Linked DNA regions of Mus musculus: all the other regions are linked to region 1. The links are chromatin contacts, called in public HiChIP or PLAC-seq maps. All regions are on one chromosome and are shown on one strand. The core of a region is the stretch at or near the end of the contact, and the rest is flanking DNA. Distances in the headings are between cores, read along the strand shown. Region 1 holds the start of Ptpmt1 (protein tyrosine phosphatase, mitochondrial 1). Region 2 overlaps Celf1 (CUGBP, Elav-like family member 1). Region 3 has its middle 24 kb from the start of Mtch2.

Region 1 (4,304 bases), core at 1,326-3,825:
TCTCACTGTGTAGCCAAGGATGCCTGTGAGCTGATGTTCCTGCCCCTACTTCCCAGGTGCTGAAGGTACAGGTGTGGGCCTCCATGTTCCTTGCTATTTTAGCAAGTCCCTGCAACTTAATGACTGCAAGAAGGCTGGTTTAATCCCACCAATCAAATCAGCAGAACCTGAAGGCATATTTTTGCTTGTATATCAACTGAACCAGAACCACTTTCAGAGTTGTTAAATATGCAGCTAAATCCTGTAAATATGCAGAATATATCAGGGTTGAGGGGGTGGAAGTGAGGGTGGCTGGAGGCAGGAACTTGCTACTTTAGCAAGGCTGCCAGAAGGTCCTTAGGCATCCTGGAGATTTGGAGATTTCTTTGCTCTAGGCTAGTGCCATCTTACAAAGGCAGCAACTCACATGTCAAGCGTTGTCTGTGGCTTTGGTGGCCTCTCCGTTTATACAGTTGATCACATTAGTGAGTATTAACTCTGACAGCTAATGACCCCCTTGAGACCTGTGACAATATTTTGGGAAATTCCGGGGACAGTCATGTTCTTTTGTTCTTTTTCTATAAAGGGCCCTATATACCCCAGGCTAGCCTCGAACTCGTGTGTGGCTCAGGATGAGCTTGGATGCCTGATCCTCTTGCTTCTGGGGTGTTGGGATGTCGGCCCTGTGCCACTACCATGCCTTGTTTGCCTTCTGCACTGAGCTTTGTGTATCCCAGGCAAGCAGTTTATCAACTGAAATCCATCCCCAGCCCACTCTGCAGATTCTCAATGATAACTATTAACATAGCATATATAATAAGGGGTGCTCTTCTTTTATAATTTTCTTTGGAGCAGGGGTTTCAAGACAGAATTTCATTATGTAGCTCTGGCTAACCTTGAATTTACTTTGTAGATCAGGCTGGCCTCAAACTCACAGAGATCTGCCTTCCTCTGTCTCCAGAGAGCTGGATTAAAAGTGTGCACCACTATGCCTGGCAGGAAGAGGGTACCCTTTTCTTATCTGTGATTTTGTTTTTAGACACAGGCTCATGTAGCCCAGGCTGGCCTCCACCTCACCACACACTGTGGCTGGTCTCAAGTTCTTGATCTTCCCACCTTCACTCACAAAGTGCTAACATAACAGGTATGAGCCACACTCTTAAAGAAATGCTTTTCTTACAGTTGGCCTTCGTCTCCAAAGCTACAATAACTAATTCAAACCTGATGCTAAAATATGTGTTGAAATGAATGAAATCAGCAAGGCACATTGTATTAGTCAGGGTTCTCTCGCTCCACTCCCTGAGCCAAGCATATTCAAACCACCACACACAAGTCACAATTTTAGTTACTGAGGTTAGTGACCAAAATCACAAATACAAAATGGGTGTATTAGCACATGCCTGTAATCTCAGTACTTGGAAAGTGGAGGCAGGAGAATCGGATCAGGACTTAAGACCCCTGTCTCAAAATAAACAAACAAAGGAAAAGTAGCATATACATGTACAATTCTGTGCATGAAGAACTGTACCCCCCGTCCCCATTTTGAAGCAGGACTTCCTTGTCCTGTGTCCTGACTGACCCAGAGCTCACTACATACAATACACCAAGCTGGCCTGGAACAACTTCTTGCCTTAAGGGGGCTGAAATTCCAGGAGTGAGCCACCCACAGCGGGTTAGCTCGCTCTTTTTAGACAATGGCCAGGACACATTGAACTCCTGGGCTCAAAAGATCCTGCCTCTGCCACCTGAGTCTCCAGACTCGCAAGACTTCTTTCTGGCTTATCAGCTTCAGCGTCTTTCCACCTGCAGCCATTTGAGCTTGACCCACATACACAGAACTTGAGAAGGCAACTAGGTCTCCAACACTGGTCTCGGAGACAAGGTCACCCACGGCGTCCTTCCTCTTCCCCTAGCTTCTCCAGCTTTCCCAGGCCCGAGTGCTGGGCCAGCCAGGCCAGAGGGCCCGGGTCCTCACCTTCGAGGTGTTGCACAGGAATCGGGTCTCGTACTCCTCGTTCATAGTGATCACCCCGCGCACGTTCTCGTCCAGTACCAGCTGCCGAGGCAAAGAGGAGGCTCAGCGAGGGCCGCGGGGCGCCCGCAGAGGCCCTGGGCCCGCTCCCGGCCCGGCCCGGCCCGGCCCGGCGGTCTCTCACCCGGCGCGTCATGTTCTTCAGCGGCAGCGCGCCCAGCAGAACCGTGTGGTCGATGCGGTGGTACCAGTCGCGGTGCGCCGGGCCGCGCACCCTCCCCCGGACACTGTGTAGAGCAGCGTCGGGTAGAAGAGCACCCGGGCCAGGCCGGCCTCCAGCCACGCGGAGGCCGCCATCCCGCCCCACCCCGCCAGGCGCAGTGGCGAGGCGCCCCACCCCGCCAGGCGCAGCGGCCAGCCACCGGCCCCGGGGCTCGCGACCAGCCACCGCGAGAAGGACGCGGAGGACGAGAGCTGAGGGCCACCTGATGCCTCCCGACTCTTCGAAGCTGAGTCCCCGGAGTCCCGGCCCTGCCCGAGGGATCCCGGAACAGGAGCCATGGCTCCAAAGGAGAGGCGCCGCGAGGCGCGGCGAGGGGTCGGGTGGAGGGAGTGGAATGGCAAGATCGGGTGAAACTGTGACCCTGCCTAAGGAGCAGGGCCGGCTCTCCAACCCCTGACCTTAGGGAGGGGCCGTGACCCCGGAGTGCACCCATCACTAAGGAGGAGGCTCAGCAGAGAGGCTCCTCTAAACAGGGAAGGCCCTGGAGAAGCCGAGTCTGCCTGTAAAAAAAGCGGTGGTTGTCAGCTGCTCTTGGGGGAGCAGGGAACCTGAACTTGAACCTAGGTGGTGGTCTACTGCCCTGTGTCTGTCTGTCTGTGTCTGTCTCTCTGTCTCTCTGTCTTTCCCCGCCCCCCCCCCTCTCCTTTTTTAAAACCAGGTCACACTATGAAGCCCTAAATGTCTTCTACTGGCTATGTAGCTAGCTCCAGGACACACAAAGGAACCCTGTCTCAAAAAAAAAAAAAAAAAAAAAAAAGTGTGTGTGTTGGGTGCTTTGCCTGCCTGTATGACATCACCTGGGTGCAAAGTCCAAGGAGTCCAAAGAGGATGTTGGAACCCATGGGACTGGAGCGTGACTCGGAGAGAAAGCTGGAGAATGCTGGAAATCAAACCAGGGTTCCCTGGAAGAGTAGCCAGTGCTCTTAACTGCTTAAATATTTCTCCAGCCACAAGAAAATACTCTTAACCTGTATCTGCTGCTTTTCCCCTCCTTTTTGGTTTTGATTTGGGGTGATTTGTTTGTTCGTTTTTCAAGATAGGGTTTCTTTGTGTAGCCCTGGCTGTCTTGGAACTCTCTTGTAGACCAGGCAGCCCTTGAACTCAGAGATTCACCTGTCCCTGCCTCCTGAGTTCTGGGATTAAAGACATGTGCTACCACTGTCTGTCATCTTTTTCCTCCTTTTAAAAAAGAGATATATTTTATTCTTATCAAAGAAATACTCGTAATAATACCCAAGAAGGAAAGAGTAGGTTGAGAGGAGTTTGGAGGGTGGGGATGAATTTTATCAAAGTGCATTAATACATGTATGAGATCCTCAAAGAATTAACAAGTATTAAATTTAAAATGGAACGTGTAGAGCTGGAGAGATGGCTCAGAGGGTAAGAGCACCAACTGTTCTTCCATAGGTCCTGAGTTCAATTCCTAACAACCACATGGTAGCTCACATCCATCTGTAATGGGATCTGATGCCCTCTTCTAGTGTGTCTGACAGCTACAGTGTACTCACATACATAAAATAAATAAATCTTAAAAAAAAAAAAAGGTAAGGAAAAATAGCCCATTTACTTTAAATCGATAAGTGAAGCAGACATGCCATTTTCAGTGTGGGGATTGGAAAGTATAGTAAGAATTGAGTCTGCCATCATGGTGACACACCCCTTAATCCCAGCACTCAGGAGGCAGAGGCAGGTTGATCTCTGAGTTAAAAACCAGTCTGGTCTATATAGAGAGTTCCAGGCCAGATGTCTGTCTCAAAAAAATAAATGATCCAATAGTATTATTATATCTTTTTTGAGAGAGAGAGAGAGAGTGGCACAGGGGGGCCAAAAGAGGGTATTGGATCCCCTAGAATATCAGTTGCTGATATTGTAGCCTTCCATGTGGGTGCTGGGAACTAAACCCCACTTTTCTCCAAGAGCAGCAAGTGCTCTTAAGTGCTAAGCCATCTCTCTAGTAAATTGGACTGAAACACATGACACTTGTTCTATGTCAGCCCTCCTGGAGCTGGGACCACCGGAGCTGGGACCACCGGAGCTGGGACCACCGGAGCTGGGACCACCGGAGCTGGG
Region 2 (4,308 bases), core at 122-2,621, 72 kb after region 1:
AGTGTTAAGTGGGAGAACGTTCCCTAGGTGGGAATCTTTAAAGTTTGGCCTCTCTGTTCAAATCACACAGGACAGGTGTGAGTAATAGCAAATGTTTTGTGAGATAGTTTTGAGAGCTTTGAAGTTAGCCACATTACTCTGTTAAAATGGTTTGTATGCCTTCTCTGTAGTCCTCCAGATAGTAATTTAAATTTGCTTTTTAAAAATGACAGTTCTTTGCTACCAAATATTTTTAGCAATAGTTAAAAGGATGATTTACAGTGTTATCAAGATTTAGCACACGAAGTGTGCCTGTATCTCAGAATATATGATGGCTAAGATTGGAGTTTGTGGCTCAGATTGTCTTTGTGTTCTAAGCAGTTTCCTTCTGTGTAGCTGTTGCCTTTGTTGAGCCTCCTAGTGTGTTCCTCCTCCCTCCTTTGGCCTTTTCTTTTTGTGCTAGAAATCAGCTCACTGAGCAGACAAACGTTCTGAGGTCACTCCAGCCAGACGGCCTCTCCTCCCTCCCCTTTTTTTCCTTCTCTACTTTCTACATAAAGGGTCTCATGTATCCCAGGCTGGCCTCTTAAATCGATGTGACTGTCATTTGCTTCTACTTCCAGCTTATATAAAATTTATGCTGGGATTCAAACTTGGGGTTTCCAAGCACTCTACCTATTGAGCTACCAACCTCAGCCCAGTTCCTTTAGTTGTCTAAGATGTTAAACTAACCCACGATTCTATCTATGACATCTGTGACAGAACCATTGCATGGACATCACTGGGAATTTTAAAATCCGGGTTAATTTTTATGTTAAAGTAAGGTTCAAGACTGTATTTTAAGTATAATGTGTAGTTTTTAAATGTACATTGAAGTTTGAAATAAATGGATTTACTGTGGGTATTTTGAATTAGCCAGAGGTTGTCATGTCTAATATCCAAAATTATTTGCATCTGTTTTTGTGGTCTGTCTTCAGCAAAGCTTTATAAGGCTAACTGCTTTGGTTTTTGCCCCTATTCTACAGACGAGGAGCTCAGTTGAGAGAGGTCAGGACTTGCTTGCTGAAGACAAATGATGTCAATCTTGAACACAACACTCTTTTTTGGAGGGGGTGGTTAGATCAGGTATCAGTGAGTAGCATATACTTCATGTCACTAGATCCCACTCCCATATGAATGGTACATATGATAGAATGGAACTTATAAAGAAGGGTGTGTGACTAAAATTATTTTGTCTAGGAATGTGATTGATCAGTATATCATTTTTCAAAAACAAAATTTTTTTTAGCAACACAGAAGTGATGAAAGAGTCCCAAAAGCCTCAGGGAGGCCAGATACCCTGTTTCCTGTTCTGCTCATGTCTCTCTGCTTCTTCCCTTTGGTCATGGTGAAATCTCCCGGTAGCTCTTTTCATTTGCTTACACTTCAAGAAACGGAGTTCAAAGAGCCCTGAGCCTCTGGCTCTCTCACTGATTAATCTCTTTTCTTAGCTTCTATGTTTCTCAGGACTCTCTACATTCTTTAACTGCCCTCAGTCCCCTAACTTGATTCTAAACCTGTCTATTAGATATCTTTGTTTGATGTCTTCCTTACAGAAAAACAATTTCCCAAATTGTGTACATTAGAATCCATGACTCCATTTTTTTCCCTCACCCAGAGTTCCTAAAGCTCCTCGTCCTACTGAATCATGATGTAAAGGTGAGAATGGCAGCACCTTTATAGAGATTCCCCCTGGTTTCCATAGTCTCTCTCCACCCTAATTTATTTCTTCTAAATTATTCCCAGGATTTTTCTTTTGATATATGTATGCGTGCACACATTTGGAAGTGGGGTGTGCAAGGCCCACTTTGTAGCCCAGGTTGTCCTGAAATTCACTATGTAGACACGGCTAGCCTTGAACTCATATGTACCTACCTGCCTGCCTGCCTGCCTCTGCCTCAGGAGTGCTGTCATTAAAGGCTTGCACTGCCGTGCCTGGCTCATTTTGTTTCTATTTTTGAGACTGTCAGCTTAAGCCCAGGTTGGTCTTAAGCTCATGATGCACTCACCTTGACTTGCCAGGTCCTGGGGTTACAGTTGTGCACAGTTTCAGCTGGCTTGCCAAGGACTTTTTTTTAAAAGAAAAGTCTGATCATTTTCTTAATTCTTAATTAAGACTTAGGATAGCAGAGAATGGTCGTACATATCTGTAATCCTAGCAGTTGGAAGCTAAAGACTAGAGAGAGAAATGGGAGTTCAGAATAATTCTCAGCAACATAGGGAGTCCAAGGCCTGCCTATATATGTGTAACTCTGTCTTAAAAGCAAAAGGAAGGGAAGACAAAGGATTTCTTAGATTGAAATAAACACCAAGCTCTTTGTGTATCACAGAAAATTCATCTTCTGAGTCTGTCAAAGTTACCTCTTTATCTATCTTGGTTCCTAATCATTTCACTTCCTTCTGGTCTATTAACTCTCCCCCCCCCCCAGACAGGGTTTCTCTGTAGTCCTGGCTGTCCTGGAACTCACTTTGTAGACCAAGCTGGCTTCGAACTCAGAAATCCGCCTGTCTCTGCCTCCCGAGTGCTGGGACTAAAGGCATGCGCCACCACGCCTGGCTGGTCTATTAATTTCTGTTCTCTAACTCCCATGTGCATTTTCTTTCTTTCTAAAGTTCGCTATTCTTTTCTCTGTCCTTCATGGCTCTTAGGTGTTCAGTCCTATATGCCATGTATCATTTCTCCTAGTTCATCTCAAATCCTTGGCCTATGCCCCTTTTCCAAATCAAGCCATGTCATTAGCCACATCTTCTGTTTTGTTTTTGGTTTTGTTTTGTTTTGAGACAGTATCTCATAAGGTAGATACTGGCCTGGAACTCACAGAGGTCTGCCTCCTGCTTTGATAGTGCTGGAATTGAAGGTATGCTTAGCCACCATACCAAGTAACACAGAATTTTTATATTTGCTAAATAATTTGTTGAGTGTAGTGTTTTCACTTGTTTAGTATTACTTTCTGAGGCAGATTGTTGCTCAGTCTTTCATAGAACCATATGATGGTGGTGTTGGTATTCTGACACCATAGTAAGAACGTGTTTGTTTGTTTGTTTGTTTTTGTTTTTGTTTTGTTTTTGAGGGTGGCAGCTAGAGGGAGATCTTACAAAATCAAAACCTTGACATTTTCTCCAAACTTGAGGGAAGAAGAGGTCTGCTTCTAAATTATATTTAGTATCTAGTGACAGGTCTCCCTTTATCCAAACTAAAATTATTTCCATACATCATATACATTTTCTGTCTTGTTCTCACAAGAAAAATACCTGGTCAGCAACACAGACTCCTTTTTCTGAGCCCTTTAAATTTACATGAATTCTCTTTCTACCTTCCTTTCCATAGCACAGTATATGCTAGGGACTTGTTGAAACTGGGAGGTAGCTAACTTTATGTGAATTTATATTTGCTAAAAAGGTAAATGGGTGGGTAACTGGAAATTTTTCTATTTGTATAATGAGCAAAGAGGAAATCAACTACTAATGACAGGTGAGTGACAAAATAATGAAAACTTTTGACAGTTATTGAGGGCTGTATGTATGTGTGTGAGCACAGGGTTGTATTTGGCTGTGCATACTGTTTGGGTGCATGTAGAGGCCAGAGATTGATGCCAAGATGTCTTCCTCTCTTTTGCTGATTCTGAAGCTCAGTGTTTGAGCTAGAGTGACTGACCAGTGAGATCTGTCTGTCTGCTCCCCAGTGCTGGGTCACAGAGTGCTCCCCAAAACCCATCTCTTTAAATGAGTATGGGAATCTGAACTCAGGTTTCCATGCCCACACAACACGCACATTGCTTACTGGGCCTTTTCTTCTTTTTCAGTCATGCTAGGGATTGAATCCTGGTTTATAGCATGCTAGATGAATATTCTACCTGGAGGTATTAACCTACAGGGAAACTTAACTTTTTCCTCTCCCTTTCCCCTTTCCCCCCTTTTCCCATGTCTCCCCCCTTCCTCTCTTCCTCTCCCTCTTCCTCCTCTTCCTCCTCCTCCTCCTGTCTGTCTGTCTGTCTGTCTGTCTGTCTGTCGGAACCATACCCTGGTCTACAGAGTGAGTTCTAGGACAGCCAGGGCTACACAGAGAAACCCTGTCTCCAAAAACAAAAACAAAAATAAGACAAAAACAATTCTGTCTTATTCATTATACAATGCTTTTGTTATTTATCAATGTATACCATGTCTAACAGTATGTTGACCTATATAAGTGCCAAGTAAATATTGGAAGCAGGAATGAGTCACTGAATAGTTGTAGCTCATGATATCTAGAGCATGTTGAGTCTGTCTGAAAATTTGAACCATCTAAGTAGT
Region 3 (4,065 bases), core at 525-3,024, 95 kb before region 1:
CTACGGTGTACTCATATAAATAAATAAATCTTAAAAAAAAAAAAAAAAAGAGGTGCTGGTGAGAAGGCTCAGCGGTTAAGAGCGCCGACTGCTCTTCCAAAGGTCCTGAGTTCAAATCCCAGCAACCACCTGTTGGCTCACAACCATCCGTAACAAAAATCTGATGCCCTCTTCTGGAGTGTCTGAAGACAGCTACAGTATACACACATATAATAAATAAATAAATAAATAAACAAACAAACAAACAAATAGATAAATCTTTTAAAAAGAGAGAGAGAAAGAGAGCGATCATAGCCACACTCCCATCCCATCATGTGTGCAAATCCACTCTCACACACAGACACATAGAACAAATGCATAGCAAGTAAAGACCCAGAGCAATTGGGTAGCTCCCTTCCCAACCTGGAGGGTTTGGTTTGGTTTGTTTGTTTGTTTGTTTTTCGAGACATGGTTTCTCTGTATAGCCCTGGCTGTCCTGGAACTCACTCTGTAGACCAGGCTGGCCTCGAACTCAGAAATCCGCCTGCCTCTGCCTCCCAAGTGCTGGGACTAAAGGCGTGTGCCACCACTGCCCGGCTGTTTTTGTTTGTTTTATTTTGCTTTTTTGTTTGTTTGTTGGAGACAGGATCTCATTATATACTTCTCTGGCTTGAAACTCACACATAGACTAAGCTGGCCTTGAACTCAGAGAGAGTGCCAGTGTAGGGCTTCCAGGAGCTGTGGCTAGAGGTACGTTGCCATGACCAGCATCTAACCTATTCTTTTGAGGAAGGGCTTCTCCTTGAATGTGAGGCTCACATTTTCTCTGCTTGCCCTATCAAATGTCATCTCTCTACCCTTTGCTGGTCTGGAATTACAGGTGTGTACAGAATATCTGGTTTGTTGCCGGTCCTGGGATCTGAACTCTGGTCCTTATGATCTCAAAGCAAGCACTCAACAGCAAAGCCATCTCTCTATTCCATCCTTGAACTTCTGACCCTCCTGCCTCTTCTGCTGGGATTATAGGCATGTATCACCAAGCAGGGTTTATCTGATGCTAGAGATTGAGTTTAGGCCTCATGCATGCTAGGCAAAGGACACCTACTCAACTGTTTTAATTACTGTTCCATGATGAAAGCAGCTTAGAAAAGAAAGGATTGGGGCTGGTGAGATGGCTCAGTGGGTAAGAGCACCCGACTGCTCTTCCAAAGGTCAGGAGTTCAAATCCCAGCAACCACATGGTGGCTCACAACCATCCCTAACGAGGTCTGACTCCCTCTTCTGGAGTGTCTGAGGACAGCTACAGTGTACTTACATATAATAAATAAATAAATAAATAAATAAATAAATAAATAAATAAAAGAAAAGAAAGGATTTACTTGGGGCTCGCTTACAGTTTCAGAGGGTTAGTCTATGACCAGCATGGCAGCAGGCAGGCAAGCATTACACTGGTGCAGTAGTTGAAAGCTTTCATTGAATCCACAAGCCTGAGGGAGAAAGAAATGAAGACTGGGCCTGGTGTGGGATTTTGAAACCCCAAAGCTCACCTCAAGTGACACACATCCTCCAACAAAGGCGTATCTCCTATTTTTTCATTACCCTCTCCATCAGACATTCAAATCTATGAGCCCACAGAGGTCATTCTCATTCAAACCACCACAGCAACTAAGGTATATCTCCGGCTCCCTTTTGTTATTGTTCATTTGCTTGAAAAAAGGCCTAGGCTGACCTTGAACTCCTGATTCTTCTGTCTCCATCTCTTGATTTCTGGGATTGCAGGTCTGTGCCACTGGGTTGGGCTGTCTTCCTGAGATTTAAAGTGAAGTTACTACAGGGGCTGGAGAGATGACTCAGTGAATTAGAGCACAGAGGACTGTGGCTCAATTCCCTGCACCTATGTGGTAGCTCACAATTAGCTGTAATTTCAAATCTTTAGGATCTGTACACATGTATACATACATACATACATACATACATACATACATACATACATGCAAACCACACAGACACAAAATGAAAATAAAAAAATAGATCTTTAAAGTGAAGAGACTGCAGGTGGAACTTTGCTGAGAGTCCCTTGGTCTCAGTGAAACCTCACTCATTTGATCACTGCTCTTTGCTGTTAGTTATATATTGCACAAGGGTGCTATAGAAAGTGTCCTTCTGCAGCCTAGGCCACAAAGGTTTCCCTGGTCAGTCTTTTCAGTCCTTGGTTGTAGCCAGGTCTCTTTGTTTGCTTTGAGTACAGATCCGTTCAACCAGGTTTAGCATAACCTATCTCACTTCATGACCACCCAAACTGACTATCCCTAGAGCATTGTATCCATCAGTCAGAGGTCACTTCAGCAAGCCCGCCCAAGCCCTAGTCACTCCCCTTTCTGCTCCATCCTGCTGAACTCCATGGCCTTGACGTCAATCACTCTCTTGCCAGCACTCCAGCATCCTTGCCCTCTGTCTTCCTACCACCTCCATCTGGTAGTTCCCCAACTTTGGCTCAGCCATCCATCCCAGCCATCTGTCTTCTCTGTGCCTATCCTATCCTGCCAAGAAGGCTGCAGGAAAACACGCCTTCGGGCCACTACAGATGCATTGCTTGCTGCTCTGAAACGTACCCTCTGCTTCCGGGTGCTCCAGCACCCTCAGCTTTCACATCTCCCACTTTGCTTCAAGCCTCCTACCCCCAATAGGACGCCATCTTCCTCAGCAGTGCTGGGTGACCAGAGTAGGAGGAAGATTCAGACAAATTCTAAACTTTCTTTGTTAAGTTTGTGTTTCATGATGGTGAAATGGTTGAGAAACATTTTAGCCAGGTGTGCTGGCTCACACCTTTAGTCCCAGCACTTGGGAGGCAGAAGCAGTTGTATTTCTGAGTTCAAGGCCAGCCTGGTCTACAGAGGGCATTCCAGGAAAGCCAAGACTACACAGAGAAACCTGTCTAGAGTAAAACAGAATAAAAAAGTATTTTACTTTATTAAATTATATTGAAGAGTAAAAATTTATAATTTTAGGTCTTATAGTATTGTAGTATCTAAGTTCAAGAAATTCAGGGCTAAATGTTATGAATAATAGACCCAGGCGGGTCCAGGCACAGCCAGACCCACCCTGTAGCTGGGAACGTCCGGCCATAAAAGATAAAGAAAAGAATGCAGGAACTGACCAGGGCCATCAAAGCCAACTAAATGGCCATCTGGCAGGATAGCACCTCCCGGGCGGCGTCTCCCTCTAGCCCACCATAAATCATACATTAACCAGGTGTCCTGCTGACCTCGATAAGTCCCAGGCCCTTGTGCCTCCCTACGCCTTAGCTGGCACATACTACCATGTTAACTTATAATCTCCCCGCTGATGTTTGAATAAGCCAATCATGTGTAACCACGCCAATTCTTTCTACTCCTCCCTTTTGGTTTATGATTTTTGCCTTTATAAGCCTGTAAAAAGTTCAGGCTGGGGTCGAACTCCTCTGCCCCCTGCATGAGTCTTGACCCCAGTATGCTGGTTTGAGCACTCCTTCGTTGTTTGTGTGCCATTAAAACCTTGTGTGGTTACAACAAGTTTGGTCTCAGCGTCTCACTGGGTGTGCGCCTTCCCGAGGCTTAAGTAAGGGTCTCCCTCCGGGGGTCCTTCAATATGACTAGATTATTGTTATATAACTGAACAAATAAATAGATGAGTTGATAATAAGACCAGGATATTTACTTTGGAAGTAAAAAAAAGTATGGAGGGGGGCGAAAAACCACACTTTGAGAATGTGTTGGAATTGAAAGTACCAGTGACCTGATTTCTCTGCATTCATTCTCAGTACCTATGGGTGATTGATTTTAGAAACCCCTGTGAATGGCAGAATCCAAATGTGCTCAAGTCCTTTAGTGGGGAGATGGCTTAGTAAAGTGCTTATTATCATTAAAGCATGAGTGAAGTGAAAACTGAAGGGTTCTTTGGAGAGTCAGTTGTGTTGGAAGGTGTTTGGCTAAGGCAAACACATGAAGGAGTGTTTTCCTGAAGTGGACACAGGTGAAAGACTAAGGCAGACTTGTGAAGGAACGTTTCACTGAAGCAGACACAGAAAAGAGGACGTTCTGCTAAAGC

What was found. HiChIP or PLAC-seq counts read pairs in DNA pulled down with a chosen protein or histone mark.
Region 2: a contact with region 1 is called in an H3K4me3 HiChIP or PLAC-seq map of bone marrow-derived macrophages, with 4 times the contacts expected there. The contact joins the enhancer-like site here to the promoter of Ptpmt1 in region 1. A contact is called at or near these places in 10 of 39 promoter capture datasets (the C10 cell line, the HPC-7 cell line, Sertoli cells and 5 more), 1 of 15 datasets of contacts at CTCF or cohesin (CD8 T cells), 18 of 484 Hi-C or Micro-C datasets (the AML12 cell line, CD4 T cells, the G1E-ER4 cell line and 14 more), 12 of 115 datasets of contacts at active chromatin or transcription factors (the SCID.adh cell line, bone marrow-derived macrophages, embryonic forebrain and 7 more) and 4 of 9 other capture datasets (adipose tissue, liver, macrophages and 1 more).
Region 3: an H3K4me3 HiChIP or PLAC-seq map of embryonic stem cells shows a contact between it and region 1, with 16 read pairs. The contact joins the enhancer-like site here to the promoter of Ptpmt1 in region 1. A contact is called at or near these places in 1 of 39 promoter capture datasets (the HPC-7 cell line), 3 of 115 datasets of contacts at active chromatin or transcription factors (the SCID.adh cell line and embryonic stem cells) and 3 of 9 other capture datasets (adipose tissue, liver and pancreatic islet).

Annotation. Positions count from the first base shown.
Region 1 is chr2:90,915,475-90,919,778 of GRCm38.p6, forward strand. It overlaps Ptpmt1 (protein tyrosine phosphatase, mitochondrial 1), which reads right to left and starts at 2,576. Exons shown (of 5, transcript NM_025576.2): 1 at 2,238-2,576; 2 at 2,136-2,235; 3 at 1,955-2,035. The coding sequence starts at 2,512.
Region 2 is chr2:90,989,015-90,993,322 of GRCm38.p6, forward strand. The region is part of intron 1 of Celf1 (CUGBP, Elav-like family member 1); the gene reads left to right. Among named protein-coding and RNA genes, the nearest start is that of Gm13777, 40 kb to the right of the region's middle. Within about 2 kb of position 1,372, at least 7 of the 459 cell types and tissues checked have an H3K27ac peak or open chromatin away from gene starts, as enhancers often do. A contact at or near this core is called in bone marrow-derived macrophages, where this site is marked.
Region 3 is chr2:90,821,532-90,825,596 of GRCm38.p6, forward strand. It overlaps a transcript of Agbl2 not described here. Among named protein-coding and RNA genes, the nearest start is that of Mtch2, 24 kb to the right of the region's middle. Within about 2 kb of position 1,775, at least 15 of the 459 cell types and tissues checked have an H3K27ac peak or open chromatin away from gene starts, as enhancers often do. A contact at or near this core is called in embryonic stem cells, where this site is marked.